Regions from separate parts of the Bos taurus genome. Here region 1 is linked to region 2. A link is a contact called in public Hi-C data. All regions are on one chromosome and are shown on one strand. The core of a region is the stretch at or near the end of the contact, and the rest is flanking DNA. Distances in the headings are between cores, read along the strand shown.

Region 1 (2,735 bases), core at 70-2,569, 190 kb before region 2:
AAATTAACAGAATCCCAAACAACTGGAACATATACAGAAGCAGGCAGAGGAAGAACCACCAAACAAGAATGTCACCACAGAAGCCAAAGAACGAGAACATTCCAAAAGAGAAAATGACCAAAAGTATCAAAATGCTACAGATCAAGTAAGATGAGCCTGAAAAGTGTCTACTGAATTTGCCTCTAACAAGTCACCGGCAGGACTTCCCTGGTGGTCCAGTAGTTAAGAATCTGCCTTCCAATGCAAGGGATGAGGGTTTAATCCCTGGTCTGGGAGCTGAAAATCCCACACACTGTGCCTCAACTGCCGAGCCCACAATCTGGAGCCCATGGGATACAACCAGAGAGAAGCCCATGTGTCACAACAGAAGATGCTGCGTGCAGCAAGACCCAATGCAGCCAGATAAATAAATAAGAAGTCACTGGCAACCATGGCCAGAGCAGTTTCAGTAAAGTGGTTAAGACCAGAATAAGATCAAAGTGAATTGAGGAGTGAGTAGGAGACAAGGCTAAGTGGAAACTACGTGAAGATATACTCGTTCAAGAAATTTGGCTGTCTGTCATTCCTACATACCCACAAAGAGCCGCTTTGTTTTGTTTTGTTTTTAAAAAGAGCAAATACCGAGATAATAATAATAACCACAATAGCAGTGGCAGCTGCTATTAGTTGGTGCTTACTTTGTGCCAGGCACTACTCTGAGGACTTACCATTAATTACATCATTTAATCTTCACAAAACCTCTAAGCCTAAAAATAAGCACTTCATATCTTTTCAGAGTGGGGGGTGATATTGGATTTACAAAAGAGTAGGGAACTGATGGGAGAGAAGACAAGAAACCTGAATTTTAGTCCAACTCTGCCTCTTAACAGCCATTTTACTTTGGACAAATAGACTAATGAGGCTTTCCTTCTGTTTTCCCATATATACAATAGGTATTATAATCCATGATCCATATACCTCATGATGTTATTATAAGAATTGAATACAAATACATGAAAGTGCTAAGAAAAAAATAATAGAAGTTTCATATAATCTTAGATTCTCTGATGTGGTAACATGAGTACCAAAAAGAACCAGTTGGGGGCAGCATGAGGCAGCATTTCAGATCCTTGGATGAAGTAGATCAGGTTTGGCAAGGCAGAGAGAATGGCTAAAAATACACCAAATTTCTCAAAAGGGAAACCTGTTGATCTGCTTCATCTTGTTTGATAATCCATCTTTGGAAATCTCAAAACAAAGCATAATGACGACATTAGCATAGCACCTTAGCCTCTTCACTCCAGTTGAATTTGTTCACGGTTCACATCTGAGGTGCCCATTTGCTAAAAGGAAAGTGAACTTGCAAATTCCAAGCTATAGAGGGGCAGTGAAGCTGACAGCTAATCACGTAGACAAATTTCTCTAGCTCTGAGAGTAGAAAAGGTGTGACAAGGTTGTAGTCCACTTGTCTGGCACCGTGACAGTGTGACATGGAAGGCTTGACTTCAGGAGCCACTCAGGTTTCCCACTGAGGGCCAGGCAGAAAAGATGGGTAAAAAGCCTGTATGTGTACTCTGTGGGCCAGGGTAAGCCAGGACTCTTGGTTCAAACACATGTTTACTCTGTCCCGCCATGTCTCTGAAAGTCTGAGAAATCCACAGACCAAGCCACAGGGTGGAGAGCAGAGGAGAGAGGTGAGACAAGGTGAGGAATCACACTGGCTATTTGGCTCTGACTATTCCAGACAAGATGGAAAAAAAGCACAAACCCAGGACCAGAGAGGGAAACCAAATGGAATTTACTCACTTGCCTGCCTTCAGTGAACACTTTGGTGGGGCTGATAAGCCTCTGGGGCTCTCAGAAACCACAACTTCTCAATGTCTCAAGACCTTTGCATATATGAGGAAAGGAAGTTTGAGATCTGCCAACAAGGAAGATTTCTAAGTTGCTACACACTCTGTGTGCCATTAGTCGGAATGTCCACTTCCCCATAAGCAACGCCACGTGCAGACTCAGCTGGTGTGTGCTCTGTGGGAAGCAGAGGCAAGAACAACTGTCCCCGCACATTCAGCCTTCTGGGCTGGGGATAACAGCCACTTTGCTTTCATTTTCTTCCAGACCACTCCCTTAGCTCTATGAAACAACCAAAGGCCTTGGCAACACATTTAAATACCTACCAGAGAGAAGATTTTATAATTTTTATTGTTGCTCTTTTTAACTTTCAAGTTCAGAAAACTATAATATCAGCCAATCAAATGTGTCAGAGGGACTTAATACCTCTAAGTGACTGTTCCCCAAGTTCACCTACACCAAAACCTGCTTCTCCTCCTCATGGTTTAATAAAATGTTAAGAGTTTCTGCCATTTCATTTGTGTGATATTCGATTTCATTAAAGACTTTTTTCTTAAAAGGCACCAAATAGACAAATATGTGTTGGTGACTGAACAATATTACTATGTATGTAAAAAATCATATGCCAACACTCTAGAAAATGATCAAAGGAACAGGTAAGCACACACTCAGTTCGCCACTCAGGAATATCAGCTTATTTCTCCAAATACTTATTGAGCACTCCTCCCCTTCCTACCACCCCCATATGAGAATAAGAACTTGTCCATTTACATCAACATTATATCCCCCAGTGATTACAAGAGACCCATCCACACAGTAAATGTGGGTATATAAATACTCAGTTTATACCATTAAGAAAGAAATACTCAGTTTATACCATAAAATGTGTCATGAAAGACACACTG
Region 2 (2,728 bases), core at 225-2,724:
TCAAATGAGTCAGTTCTTTGCATCAGGTGGCCAAAGTATTGGAGTTTCAACTTCAACATCAGTCCTTCCAATGAACACTCAGGACTGGTCTCCTTAGGATGGACTGGTTGTATCTCCTTGCAGTCCAAGGGATTCTTAAGAGTCTTCTCCAACACCATAGTTCAAAAGCATCAATTCTTCGGTGCTCAGCTTTCTTTATAGTCCAACTCTCACATCCATACATGACCACTGGAAAAACCATAGCCTTGACTAGATGGACCTTTGTTGGCAAAGTAATGTCTCTACTTTTGAATATGCTGTCTAGGTTGGTCAAAACTTTCCTTCCAAGGAGTAGGCGTCTTTTAATTTCATGGCTGCAGTCACTATCTGCAGTGATTTTGGAGCCCCAAAAGTGAAATGTTGGAGACTTAGTTCATCAGGACGCCACTTCTACTGGAGAGACAGTGGGGAGTAATCTGGGGTATAAACAAATGATGGGGAAGAACTTCCCCTGTGGTCAGGTGGTTAAGAATCCACCTTCCAATGCTGGGAGCCAAAATTGGATCCCTGGTTTGTTAACTAAGCTCCCATATGCCTCACAGAGTGGCCTAGAAAGAAATAAGCTTAAAAAATGGTTAGAGTCGCGCTGGCAGAGTACAGAGGGGCAGGAAGGAGGTGAGGGAGAGAAAGAGCTACACCAGGACAAACCTGCTTCCTGCCCATTCTGCCAAGGAAAACATAAATTCAAGACACCTCTGAGTCCGAATGGCAAAGCTATTTCAAATCTCAGAACTGCAATTTAATAGCTATCTTACTCTGAACAAGGTAAAGCCTGCTAAGTCTGCACAATCTGTAAAGTGGGACGTGAATACCTTCCTCACGGGAGACTGACTGCAAGTGCGCTGGATGCTGATTACAGTGAAAAAGAAAAAATCAGAGTTGAATGTTTAAGATTTGTGCATTGTTCTGTATGTATTAATGAATAAAAAAAATATTGACAGTCTAAAAGTTGAATTATGTTTTATTTAGTGGAGTGAGGGAACAGCCCACTGCAGAAGAAGCCGTCACGAGGCCGCCGGATTCTCTCTCTGGCTGGAGAAAGAGCTGGGACCGCCCAGAGCAGCCTTACAGGCGGCGCGCGGTGCAGTGTGGGCCAGGCAGAGGCGCGGCCTAGTCCCGCCCTCGGGGCCGCCTACGTGATCCGAGGCGCGTGCATCTTTCACGCGGGAGTTCGCCAAACCAGCGGTGTGCAGTGTCCAAGCTCCACAGTAGGCCACGCTGTGTGGACCCACATTCCGCAGGATGCTCGTGGGCAATCCACTCATCACCATGGTGCAGCCTCCTAGCTCAGGCTTCCACTCCTCAGCTTCTTTCTGGAGGTAGGGGCGGGGTCCACCACGCGCGTGATGCTGAACACCCGGCCCCCGCCACTCCTCTGGGAGGAGCTGCCTCATCACCGCCAGGCTTAAGTGCCTGCATCAAGCTTGGGCGGGTGTCTCCTGCTGCCCACCAATCCCGGAAGCTGAGGCTCACTTGGTGGCTAGCAGGGCACAGGACTGAGCTGGGAAGCCACACTACCCTGTTAACGCTCTGTACCGAGGTGAGTCTCTCCTCTGCTGCCCTGTTTCTTTGGCGCAGTGGAGATGGCCTCGAACCTTTACTCCACATGTGTCCGCCCCCATGTTTAGAGCGAATAGCAAATGCTCTGGAGGCGGCCAGACTTGGTTTCGGATTTGCGCTTCCTCTTATTCTTTAAATGATCTTGGATAAGTCCTCAGTTTCTCTGGCCCTCAGTTTTCTCAGCGGTAAAATCAGTTCCTACATCAGAATTGTAGCAAGAGTTAAGTGAGATAAAGCTCTTAAAAGCTACATGCACCGATTGTCAGTAAGTTTTGGTTGCCATCTTCCTTTTTTTGTTTGCCCACCGACACGGTTTTTCCCGGAAATCTGGCTTTCCTATAGAATCTGCGATTCCATAGGAATTATGAAATTAATAAAACCTGACGTGGCAAGAGGGGCGTGGGTTCGCTAGCTTTGGGACCTGCCTTGGGTTTGGGAAAGCCAGGGCATGTTTCTGTTTTGCCCGAGTGCTCTTTTCAGACTGAAATCTGAACCTTCACCGGATGGGGTTATTGTTAATTAACTCTTTCCTTCAGCCTGTCCATACTCAGGGCCGCACGACCTCCCTTAGAAGAGTCTTGAGGGTTCTGATCAGTCTTGTTACTGCCCCCCATATCTCAGATTTCTTATCTGTAATACAAGAGCAATGCCTAATGTAATCACTGGGATTTTTTTTTTTTTTTAATCGGAGATGGTAAAGTGCTTTGTTGTTTTCCAGAGATCGTTGTTGCCAGGTTGTCTAAGAAGTAAAGGAAGAAAGTGACGGGGGCAGTGACTTTCTCAGATGCACCTCCAGCTGTCAAGATCTCCCCTGTTTGCCTGTGTGTGGGGTAGGGGAAATGGGCAGCAGGCACTGTAGCAGCTACCAGGTTAGATAAATGGCAGGCCCTGACCTTGAGGAGTGCTTAAATTTCTGAGGGAAAATGAGCACACAAATGCAGTGTTGTGCACAGCTGTCAGTACATGGGAGGAGCCAGAAATTTAAAGCTAGCTGAAGGGTGAGCTGCAGTTAGCCAGGCAAGGGTTGGACTTGTGCAGAAGGGAAGTGTGCAGAGGCCTGGAATCAAGTATGGTGGCTGCTTCTGCAGAGTCTGGAATATGTTGTCTTAAGTAAAGAGGTGGAGAGATG

Evidence for each region. A called contact is a pair of places that touch in the nucleus more often than the background predicts.
Region 1: a contact with region 2 is called in a Hi-C map of skeletal muscle, with 3 times the contacts expected there. The contact joins the enhancer-like site here to the promoter of AKR1A1 in region 2. A contact is called at or near these places in 3 of 11 Hi-C or Micro-C datasets (blastocyst, liver and skeletal muscle).

The regions. Positions count from the first base shown.
Region 1 is chr3:100,701,330-100,704,064 of ARS-UCD2.0, reverse strand. The region is part of intron 7 of TESK2 (testis associated actin remodelling kinase 2); the gene reads right to left. Among named protein-coding and RNA genes, the nearest start is that of MUTYH, 20 kb to the left of the region's middle. Within about 2 kb of position 1,319, at least 20 of the 102 cell types and tissues checked have an H3K27ac peak or open chromatin away from gene starts, as enhancers often do. A contact at or near this core is called in skeletal muscle, where this site is marked.
Region 2 is chr3:100,515,675-100,518,402 of ARS-UCD2.0, reverse strand. AKR1A1 (aldo-keto reductase family 1 member A1) reads left to right here and starts at 1,474. Exons shown (of 9, transcript NM_001076513.2): 1 at 1,474-1,579.